Regions from separate parts of the Callithrix jacchus genome. Here region 1 is linked to region 2. A link is a contact called in public Hi-C data. All regions are on one chromosome and are shown on one strand. The core of a region is the stretch at or near the end of the contact, and the rest is flanking DNA. Distances in the headings are between cores, read along the strand shown. Region 1 has its middle 46 kb from the start of SRGAP3. Region 2 holds the start of RAD18 (RAD18 E3 ubiquitin protein ligase).

Evidence for each region. A called contact is a pair of places that touch in the nucleus more often than the background predicts.
Region 1: a contact with region 2 is called in a Hi-C map of skeletal muscle, with 6 times the contacts expected there. The contact joins the enhancer-like site here to the promoter of RAD18 in region 2. A contact is called at or near these places in 3 of 3 Hi-C or Micro-C datasets (induced pluripotent stem cells and skeletal muscle).

What each region holds. Positions count from the first base shown.
Region 1 is chr15:66,498,587-66,504,484 of calJac240_pri, forward strand. No RefSeq gene overlaps it. Among named protein-coding and RNA genes, the nearest start is that of SRGAP3, 46 kb to the left of the region's middle. Within about 2 kb of position 1,500, at least 4 of the 16 cell types and tissues checked have an H3K27ac peak or open chromatin away from gene starts, as enhancers often do. A contact at or near this core is called in skeletal muscle, where this site is marked.
Region 2 is chr15:66,167,786-66,174,085 of calJac240_pri, forward strand. RAD18 (RAD18 E3 ubiquitin protein ligase) reads right to left here and starts at 2,906. Exons shown (of 13, transcript XM_017965050.4): 1 at 2,769-2,906. The coding sequence starts at 2,819.

The DNA.
Region 1 (5,898 bases), core at 250-2,749, 330 kb after region 2:
TGGGACCTGTAATCCCAGCTACTCAGGGGGCTGAGGTGGGAGAATCACTTGAACCAGGGGGGTAGAGGTTGCAGTGAACCAAGATTGTGCCACTGCATTCCAGCCTTGGCAACAGAGTGAGACTCCATCTCAAAAAGAAAAAAGAAACATCAAGATAGTAAACATTCAGCCCAACGTGCATCCCCAGCCACCATGTTACTGCCACGGCAATAGCCAGACCAGCGGAAGAACAACCCAGCTGAGCCCCAGCCAACCCGCAGAATCGTGAGCTATCATAAAACGCTGCTGGATAGGCAAGGACATTTTTGGTGGTTTATTATACAGCTAAAAATAACTGAAACACTGGTCATGTCACTCACTGCTCTATTTAAAACCCTCGGTTTAGCCAGAAGAGTTGGCTCATGCCTATAATCCCAGCACTTTGGGAGGCCAAGGCAGGAGAATTACCTGAGCTCAGGAGTTTGAGACCAGCCTGGTCAACATAGTGAAACCCCATCTCTACTAAAAATACAAAAATTAGCTGGGCGTGGTGGCACACACCTGCAATCCCTGCTACTCAGGAGGCTGAGGCAGGAGATTGAAACTGGGAGGCAGAGGTTGCAGTGAGCCAACATCACGCCACAGCACCCTAGCCTGGGTGACAGAGTGAGACTCTGTCTCATAAAGAAACAAACAAACAAACACCCTTGGCTCCTCATAGCCAAATTTCTTAGAACTCACAAGGAACCTTCACAAGCTATGTGACTTCAACATGTTACTTCATCTCTCTATGCAACATCTTTCCCATATGCAAACTGAGGTAATAATAGCACCCTCCTCAAAGGACTGCTATGAAAATTAAAAGACAATATATGAGAGACACTTGGAACTAAGTGCTCAATATGTGTTAGCCACCATCAGCACCACCACCACCATCATCATCATTGTCATCACTACCACTATCCCCACCACCACCATACAGCCACCATCACCACCTCCACCATCATCATCACCAGCACCATCATCATCATTGTCATCACTATCACCATCCCCACCATCACCACTACCACCACCACCATTACCACCACCATCATCATCACCCCCACCACCATCATTGTCATCACCACCACTACTACCATCATCACTTCCACTACTATCATCACCACCACTATCACCACCATCATCACCTTGCTCTGCCTGACTCTATAGCCTCTTCCTTAACATCTCCTCATGTGCACTCTGGAGAACAATCATATTAAAATATTTTTCCCCAAAACATCACACTTCACAACTCTTTACCTTTGTACTTCCCATTTCTTCTGCCTGGAATGTCCTTTACCCATCTTGCCTGCCTGAGAAATTGCCATGTGTCTTTCTATGAAGCTCTCTCACATCTCCCCAGACGGTGAGGCATCCACCCCTGTGCTCCTTTGAGCACCTCGCTCTTGTCTGTAGAGAGGCTTCCCATCTTTGCCACCTGTATGGGTGGGCCTTGTCTCCTCAGCTAGACTCTGAATTGTTTAAGGACAGAGCCAGGGCTTGATTTATTAGCCAGCAAAGCATGGCATATACCAAGCTCTCAAGACATGTTCCAGGAATGGAAGGAGAAAGGAGTCTGCTTTAAGAGTAGTGGTTCTCAACAGGAGGGAGAGAGGGGAGAAATTTTGACCCCTAGGAGATAACTGGTGACATTTGAAGACATTTTTTGTTATCATGCAACAGAGGGGAGATGGAAGTGTTACTGGAAACTAGTGGGTAGTGGGTAGTGAACAAATGTCTGATGCTCAACATCAGACAATGCACGGGACCGCTGCCACGACAAGGAATGGTCCAACCCTAAATAGTCCAACCCTAAGCCAGGCTGTGCTGAGGTTGAGAAGTCTTGTTTTAGAGGATCATCACATGCTGGGGAGGGGAAAAAACAGACAGTTGGATGAACGCACAAGCTTAGCAGCCTGGCTGCCCACTCCCACCCCTCCCAGCTCAGCACCTCTAGGAACAGAGGCTACCAGGAAGGTATGGAAGGTAAATACGGGCTTAAATCTGGTTACCTTCCTTCCTCTCAATGTGATCCTCATCTTCCCTTGGTGAAGTTCCATTTTTTACTTCCTACAGTCTCTTCTGGCCCTGACTTTCTAGAATTCTGCATTTGTAGGTTGGTTCCTATTGTTTCATTCATGGCTAAAAGATGTCAATGCTGCATAGACTCTTTCACATGCCAAGAGAGGAGACATCCCAGGTAGCCTAGCATGAGTCACTGAGCCCTTGCATTACATCCGGGATGGCAGAAGTTAAGTGACCGCACATGCCTGAGATGCATTGTCCCTGCCTGCCCAGATAGGTGGCTTTGGGGTTCAGAAGAAACAGGAGGCAGGGAAGGTGGTCCTTGAAGGCTCCATGGCTAACTTAGCTTTAATCTCTAGAGGCCTCTGTGTCAGTCAAAGCATGCAGCAGGGAAGCAGGGAGACATCTGTAAAATGCGCTCTTTTGTACCACGTAAGAGCAGAAAGAAATCTCACTCTACAGACCTTGGCTTCTGTGAGGGATGGGTCCTGTAGAATTACAGTGAGCACAGTTGATGCCTGTGACTGCTGTGGGAGCCTGTGTTTGCTGAGGGGGCTGTGTTTGTTGTTTTTAACTGGCTTCAAGAAGAGGTAGAAGATTGAGTAGTAGTAAAAAGCTTCATCTTTGGCACCAGACAGGAATGAGCGTGGGACCCGCTTCTGTCATTACCTGTGTGACCCGGGATAAATGACTTAATCTTGTGTAAGCCTCGACAATGAGAGAGGAACAGTAATAGTACCTACTTCACAGGGCTGACCTGTGGATTAATTGAGATCATGAAATCACAGGTTTTGCATACTGCCTGGCATAATTGCAAATAAACGGCAGTTATTACTCTGAAAGGAGGTTGTGGGGTGAGTGATAGGCTAGGAGTATGATGAATCATCCTGAAATTCTCACCTAAACTCCTCTATCCAGGTAGGGTGCTAGTGAGTCATCTTGCTGAGAGCTAACATTTTTATTGTGCTTATCATGTGCTTACAACCATCCTCAGCACTTTATGTGCGTTTACTCAGTCACCTCAGGGACCCAATGAGATAAGTATTACTTTTCCCATATTATAGATAGGAAAACTCGTCGCACAAGCTCACTAATTGCCCAAGGCACGCTGCTGGATTAGAGTAGGCCAAGGGTTTGGGTGAAGGCGGTTTGACTCCAGGGGCCCTGGCCTTAGGAGTGCACACACTGCTTCTGAATGCAACTAGAGAAGAATGAGAAACGGGAGGGTGCGTCGCTGGGTATCCCCCTCACTCCTCCCCAGCCTGCCTACACCCTTGCCCTGCTCCCAAACACTCGCTCCACTATCGTGGAGCTTTGCAACAGCCAGGCAGGGAAGCGCTTCACTCTGCCCAGCTGCGCTCAGGCGTGAGATAGTGTCTGCAAGGAAGGGGCCCCGGTGGGCGTGGGAAGCTAGGCCAGGATGCCGCAGGGAGGTAAGAAGCAAATGGGATTCGTCACTGGATAAACTGGGACTCCGCCCCAGCACCACCTGGTGCCTGTGGGTGGCTCTGAGCCCAGGGACATACTTTCGCTGAGCTTTATTTCTCTCCCTCTAAAATGAGACTGTAGACACGCTCAAAACCCCTGCTGGCTGTAGAACGCCAAGTTCCCCTAGTGAGGAAGGACTAGCGTCTGCAGCGGGGTGGGGCTTGGTCAGATCCTATCCTGGGGGAAGAGCGCCATCTGGCGAACAACTCCGAGAATGTCTCGGAACAGCCATTAGGAACAGTCTCCCGGGTCCCAGCGGGAGGCTCTGCCCATATTTAGCTTGCACTCTGGGCAAGGGGCTTCAGTTCTCTGAACCTCAGAATTCTGATAGGTAAAATGACACCGAAGAATGGCAACGAAGACAATACTTAAAATACCTAATATTCCCCACCGCCACCTTTTGTCACCACTTTATTTTGAAATAGTAAAGGATTATAAATCAATGTAGACAATAAATTTAGAAGTCATACAGCATTTTTTCTGGGCACTCTGATAAGTTGTAACATTACCTCGATTTTTTCTTACCTAGTTTTTATTCCTTCACATTTGTGGGTTTGCTTGTTTCTTTGTTTTTAATTGTGGCGAGAACACTTGCCGGCCGAGGTGGCTCAAACCTGTAATCTCATCACTTTGGGAGGCCGAGGCAGGCAGATTACTTGAGGCCAAGAGTTCAAGATGAACCTGGCCAACATGGTGAAACCCCAGCTCCACTAAAAATACAAAAATCAGCTGGGCGTGGTGGCGCATGCCTCTAGTCCCAGCTACTGGGGAGGCTAAGGCAGAACTGCTTGAACCCAGGCAGCCGAGATTGCAGTGAGCTGAGATCGTGCTACTGCACTCCAGCCTGGGTGACAGAGCAAGACTCCATCTCAAAAAAAAAAAACACCGAACACTCAACATAAGACCTACCCTCTTAATGGATTTTCAAGTACATAATACAGCAGTATTAACTATATAGCGATGTATAACAACACAATGTTATACAGCAGATCTCTAGAACTTAATTTTGCATAACTGAAATTTTATCCTGGTTGATTTAGCTAACACTTTTTGAGTGTTTGTGATGTGATAAGCCTTGTTCTAAGTACTTTATTTATATTAATTTATTTAATCTTCAAAACAGCCATGAGGAAGGTATAGAATGGCTTCTCAAGTCACTGGCTTAATCCACAAGAGACTGCACCAATTTGAAAAGTCTACAATAATAACATTTGGAAGGCGATTTACACTTGATAAACATTACTTCACTTAATCCACACAACAGCCTGTTAAGATCAATGTTATCTTCATCTTAAAACAAGGAAACTAAAGACCACTCAGTCAGCACACATCTGCCTCCTGTGTGCTGGACCCTGGGGTACACATGAACAAGGTTTTGGGGGTCCCCATGCCCTGGAGTGAGATATGAGTAAGTACTCATGAACTGAGTGTACAACGGGGGAAATCTAGGCAACACAGAAAGTAGTCCCAGGAGCTATAATAACTTGGTCTGGAAGGGGAGACGTTTCACAAACAATTCTGTCCAGGGTCGCACTACTGCCAAGCCCTGTGCCTGCCCGTGGTACGGGACCCCATGTATGGCTTACTGACCTGTAAGTCCACAACAGTAACTTCCCCTTCAGCACCTGAGCTCCTTAAGAACAGTGCCTGTGTCCTCATCGTCTGCATAACCCAACACCCAGCAGAGAGCCTTGCACATGGGGGTTGCCCCATAAACACTTGCCTCATGAAAGGTCCTATTCCTCTTCATGCTCATTTGCTCTCCCTCCTGTCTTTCCCCAGACCTTCCTCTCATTCCCAGCAATCCACAGAGATTAGACTGTAGCTCCTTGGCACAGGCCCCTGCCCTAATTCTCAAGAGTAGTTACAAATACAGTAAAATAAAAATGGTATCAGGGAGGAAGTGGAACTAGTAGGTTTTAGGCATTCACTCTGTGCTCAGCATTCTATCTTTAGATTCTTAAATCTCATAGCAGCCCTGATGGGTAGGTGGTAAATGGCAGAGCTAGGATTTGACTCCGATGCCAGGTTCACCATGTTCCACTGCCCTTGGCTCTTTCCTTCAAGCTATAGCAAGTGGCCTGTGCTGCTGTCAGAGAGGGATAGAGCTCAAAGCCTCCCGTTTGGGCTTCTCCCCCTCTGCATTAGGCTCCCCAAATCCAGGAGATTCTTCTAGAAGCTGTATGCTCACTCCCTGAAGGCCTAGGATGCATCTTCCTAGGGCTTCCCATTTCCAATTTCTAGTCCCTGATTCCTGGAGAAACTCCCAGGGCCGGGGGCAGTGATTCAGGGGCAGTCCACTGGGTTGCAACATCTAATGAAACTGACATCTGACAAATACCATTCTCCACCTGCTCACCTGGGGAA
Region 2 (6,300 bases), core at 1,656-4,155:
CTTTCAAAGAATATTTAATGCCATAGGAAAATAAAAATCAGAAAATAAATATATGCCAATAATACATAATAATGGCAACTCTGTAGTTTAATCTTCATGGCAATCTTATAAAGTCCACAGCATCAGTACCCCAATTTTAAAAACAAAGCCTTCAGAGTTCCTAGGTTGGCTGAATCAAACCCAAGAAGTTGACTCCACAATGATCCCAAATTTTAAATGCGTAAAAACTGAAGGAAAATAAGGTAAAATGTTAAACACTGGTTCTCTGGGTGGTAGGATTACAGATGATTTTCTTTTTCACCTTTATCTTACTCTGAATTTTAATTTTTTTCTACTGTGTACACCTATTACATTTACAATATGCCAAAAAGAGTCCAATTTTGCTAAAATAAAACCAGGGAAATAATAAAATGCCAAAATCTTCCATTATTGTGGATGGTAAGCTGTCACAGACACAAAAATCTAGAGGGTTAATGTTAAAGATCAATTAAGATCAGAGGCAGGCCCAGAAGCCGGAACCAGTCTGTCATACCACTCTTTCTTATCTATGCCATTCTCTTCGGTGGAGTAATGATTCAGAAAGATCTGCAGAGCACAATTTGTGGAAGTTGACACTCCATAAGATGAGCTATTTCGGGTTCAAATTTCTGGTCATGTCTCTCCAAGACTGTAATATGCGTATCACATGTGCCTCAACCAACCAAACAAAAAACGATGCCTGAATAGAGAGTGGTCAGCAGACACCCCAAAATGTCTTTAGTTTAGAGAGAGAGAAAGTGAAAGGGAGTAGAAAATGGGTAGAAAAACATAATACTTACAAAAATACCCAAGTTTTTGGGGTTACAGATCCCTTTGAAAATTAGATGAAAACTATGGACTCTATTCTCAGAAAAACATATATACGAAAATTCTACAAATAACTTGAGACTCCGAAGTCTTTCTACGGATCCTAAGTCAGGAACCATGCATTCTGAGTCAGACTTCTATTAGAAGTAACTTTAGTCAGATCCACTTCTGGGATCTGATAGTTCTTTGTCCCTGGAAGAGTTCAAGCAAAAATTAGGTGAGAAATTGGCAGATATGTTATAAAAGAGTTTAAAATAATGAAGGAGGCTGGTTTCCAAACCTTAAGATTCTATGATTCTAATGTGAGCAAAAAATATGGGCTCAATCAACTCTCTGGTTGAACAATCACTGAACACTCTGTGGTATCAAACTCTATATTCAGTGCCGTGGTGAGATACCAAAGTCAGAGAAGACATGGAACCTGCCTCTAAAGAACACTGAAATTGTGGGAATATGTAAAATATGCTTAAATCTACAAAGCAGGAGCTTTACAGGTTACAGAGTTCTTTTACTTTCCTTATCCAAATCAAGCTTCATGACAACAAATTAAAAGGGGAGAGAAGCACTTAGCACAGTGCTAATAATAGTAATAAAATATATTCATTGAATGCTTACTACATTCCAGATACTTTCAATCAAGCAGCAAATAATACTTGAGCACTCACTTTCTGTCAGGCACCGCATCAAGCACAATGAATAAGCCTGCAGAATCTGCACCCACACACATGAACTCATTTATTTAATCAACCCTATGAACTGTTTATTTTTGTCTCTAATTTATAGTTGAAGAAATTCAGGCTCAGAGAGGTTATGTTACTAACTGAAGGTCACACAGCTAAGAGGCAGAGATCAGATTTCACCCAGGACCACTAGAATTCAAATCTGTGCTCTTTTCCACGGCATCTTGGTGCCAAGCCCATCACAACTTCGAAACCACCGCTTTCCTGGATCCTTTCACAATGTCAGCTTCTCGTCATGCAGATATCTCAAGTCCCCAAGACCTCTAAATATCACGGATGACAGCAGGAAGAACAAGGCCTTATACTTATTTTAGCCTTCACTTAATTCTAAAGTCAACTTTATGAGCCAGTGGGACAGATACTATAATCCCCAAGACTACAAAACTGAGGAAGAGAAAAAGGCTATCTTAGCCACTGTCAGAAACAAAAATAATCACAGAGCAAAAAGAAACACCAAACAACTGACTTTTAGCCAGCACGGGAATGTGCATCTGCTCTTGAGCAAATCCAGGGACCACCACTACGTAAATGGAAACTGTTGCCTTGCCAAAACAGAAAGTGGCTACAAAAATAAGTGTTATTTAACTGAAATAATTCGATGCAATGAAAGATGACTGCTGAATCTTGATCTTTGTTTAAAAGACAGAGAGATGAGCAATTGTTACAGAAGAGATAGGACGTGTGAGGGAGGAGCTGGGGCAGTATGTCGGTACAAACCAGCAGTAGGTTTATTGAGAATAATCAGAAGAGCCTGTAAAGGAGACTACCTGCTTGGCTACGTGATTACATACATGTTACTTGATAAAGTGTCCACCCAAAATCATGTCCGGTGTCACTGTTTAGTGCTTGACACAAAGTAAGCTTTCAGTGAAGGTTAGCTGACAATGTCATTGTTTAGAACAGCTGTTTTTCTCCATGTTACTGTTCGGATTGGATCGCAGAATATCTGGTTCCATTAGACTGTCAACCTCAGCTCACCAAGCTTGTCCTTGTCACTTATCAAAGGAGTAAACTGAGACCCAGAGCCACGCGGTCGGCTAGTGACAGAGCAGAGCCGGGTACTATGGCCCAGTGCGACTCTCGCGCCTCATTTTTTCTCCTCAAGGCGAGGACATCCTCCTCAAAGGGAGGGACCGCCCCCCGCAGGCACCCGGGAGCCCCCAACCTCCCCGAAGCACTCACCTTCATAACTGCCAGGCCCGGCGGCCACCGAGGCTCGGTTAGGGAGTCCATGGTCGCTCCTGAAGATGCTGGGGTCTACCACTCAACTAGCCTCCGGCGCTCCAATACCACTCGAAATTCCCCGCGCTATCGCATTACGTCACAACCCGCGACGCGCCAGAGGCGGGCGCGGAGCCTGCCGGAAATTGTAGTAGGATGTGGGCGGGGCGCTGCTGATGGTGCTTGTACTGCGCCTGCGCTAGGCTATGTCCGCTACTGTGTAATATCTCTCCCATATTACAACACTGGGAGGTAGGTGTTATCATTGTCAGTTTACACAAGCGGAAACTACTCCGGAAAAGCTGAATAGAGTTTCGAGTCAGATTCGAAACAGGACCTCTGGAGTTTAAATAGGAGCTCTTCCTTTTAATCATATTAAAATTTTAATGTACAGTTTTTCTTCAGAGAGAAGCACTATTAACTTCGGCATATAGCCTTCCAGATATTTCCTATGCAAATTGGCAAAGATTCTTGGCTTGACCAAACTTTAGTCAGGCTCCTGAACCTTCTCCTAGGCCAATCTGTGTACTTCGTGATAAAATCCAGTTTTAGCAAAGAACTCTGCTAAATCAAGTTAGCAATATCCCCACCCTTGAATCCTTGCCCTTGATATTCCCACCAAGTTAGCAAGAATCTGGGAAGGGACATTTCGGAATCCATATAGGCTCATGGCAAAATCCGAATATCCCACAATAAAAACTAGAAACCAGCTATCTGAAAATGCCTTGCAATGTGTGGATTCTCACACAGTTGAAACCTCTGTTTTGATTCAGTAGGTTGGAAACACTCTTTTTGTAGAATCTAGGAAGGGACATTTTGGAGCCCATTGAGGCTTAAGATGAAGAACACGCCCCACGTGGTCCATGCACTGATTCATTTCACAAATATTTTCTGAATGCTTACAACGGGCCAGGCACTTGAGCTTTCTTGGGAAGCAGGCAGAGATTAGACTGTTATGGCCATCTTACAAATGAGGACACTGAGGCTCAGAAAGCTTAAGACTTCACTCCTCTGAGTTCTCTTCATAAGAACCCTCTAGTCTCTTAGCCAAAGCTGTATTCAATTGATTTTTCCCAGCTTGCACCCAAATACTTACTGGGCAGTAATATTAATACTAATAGCATTTAGAGAAAGGACTTTAGACTTTGGAGGCTGAGGCGGGTGGATCACAAGGTCAAGAGATCAAGACCATCCTGGTCAACATGGTGAAACCCCGTCTCTACTAAAAATACAAAAAATCAGCTGGGCATGGTGGCGCGTGCCTGTAATCCCAGCTACTCAGGAGGCTGAGGCAGGAGAATTGCCTGAACCCAGGAGGCGGAGGCTGCAGTGAGCCAAGATCGCGCCATTGCACTCCAGCCTGGGTAAGAAGAGCGAAACTCCGTCTCAAAAAAAAGAGAAAGGACTTTAGTATCCATTACAGTAGTAGCTGGCATTTATTAGGCACGTGTATGCAAAACACCATTCTAAGTTTTTTACACATATGCACTTATTTGACTTATTCACAAGGCACCCTGCTGGTAGTGGAAGATGAAAGATTTGAACTCAGTCTGGCTTGAGAGTCCATATTGACCACAACAGAATATTCTCATAAGGCCTTCATCATGAGAACTAAGTCTTAGAGAGGTAAAGGAATTCATATAAACCACAGTTTGTCAGTGGCATTATCCAGGATGGAACCTAGGTCTTTTAACCTAAAACCAGAAGAAATCACCCACTGATAATTTTTTGAGAAACAGTTAAGTAAACCAAGTCAAGGGGCAGAGCCAGGTCTGAGAATCTCAGGTTGTTGGACCTAGTGGGACTCCCAAAAGGAAGATGAGGAATGGAGGTTTATGGTGCCAACCCCCACCCTTATGCTTTGTATCAGGCAATCATAGAACGGCATTCAAATGCATGCCAGGCTGAGCTGGAAGAGGTTGGATAGTTCTGGATGCAGGGGCAGTAGGGTCTTGGAGAGATAAGGGAAAAGCATCTAAGACCAGGTCCGTGGACTGAGTGAACCAGTAATTGTTTTTTCACAATACTAGTCGGACAAGGTAATTAGGTTTTTCTTTTCCTTTTTTTCTTTTTCTTTCTTTCTTTTTTTTTTTTTTTTGAGACGGAATCTCAAACTGTCGCCCAGGCTGTAGTGCAGGGCACAATCTCGGCTCACTGCAATCTCCGCCTCCTAGGTTCAAGCCATCCTCCTGCCTCAGCCTCCCGAGTAGCTGGGACAGGCGTGCGCCACCATACCCAGTTAATTTTTTTGTATTTTTAGTAGAGATGGGGTTTCACCATGTTGGCCAGGATGGTCTCGATCTTCTGACCTCATGATCCGCCCGCCACGGCCTCTTAAAGTGCTGGGATTACAAGGCCTGAGCCACCGTGCCCGGCCCAATAATAAGGTTTAAGGTGACAAATGGCTGGGAAGGTGAGAGAGGAAGAGAGAGGAGATGAGGAAAAAAAAAAAAAAGAATGGGGAAGGAGAAAGGCAGAGAGAGAAAAGACCGGGACAGAAATGTACTCTTTGCATTCAACCGTGGAGACAGATTTGGAAGGAGGCAGTACTTGCCTTGGTCCTGGAGCCAAAATTTATCTCCCTATCTATGGAGAGCCTCCAGGACAGGACCCGGTGCCATTCATCTCTGAGTGTCTGCCAATAGCTGCTGGGTGAGGCTGAATGAATGGATGAATCAGTGACTCAGCCCACATTCCCATAAATCTTTTCCTCCCAGGCTGAACATTTCTCTTCCTGCCATCTTCAGCAGCACCCAGGGAGATAGATCCCATCAAGCTCACCGGAAGGAAAGTTCAAGAACACAAGCTCACATTCAGCTCAGGAAAAGGCATTTGTCTTGGGTGTTTATCCAACCCTGGGAGCCATTCTTCTCTTAACAAGCTGCTGTTTGTATGGACTTTCTCCTTCTGTTCGATCAATAAAGATATTCCTTATTCAGGACTAAAAACAAAATGTTCCATGTAAAATAAAAGCAGGCTAGTGTTCAGTGGAACCTTCTGTGGCACACAGCACACAGTGAAGATCCAGAATAGGGTGGCCAGATAAAACACAAGTTGCTCAGTGAATGTGAATTTCAGAAAAAAGCAAACAACATTTAGTGTAAATCTGTCCCAAAAATTGCACACAGCATACTTATATTAACCAATTATTGGTTGTTTACTTGAAATTCTAATATTTAACTGGGTGTCCTGTATTTTTATTTGCCAAATCTGACAACCCTAATTAGGGAAACATTACAACTGAGTGTGGGGCCTACCCTGGATTAAGCTGGGAATGTTCTGTGGCCCCTGAGCTCCTTCCCAAGTTCTCTTCATCCTTTTCCTCTCTGCCCAGCACTCTCTCTTCCTTAGGCCCCATCTTCCTCATTCTAGTTATGGGAAAGGGGGAATTAAAGGAGCTCCCTTCCTTCCTTCTTTCCCTCCTTCCCTCCTTCCTTTCTTCCTTCTTTTCTTTCTTCCTTCCTCCCTGCCTCCATCTCTCCCTTCCTCCATT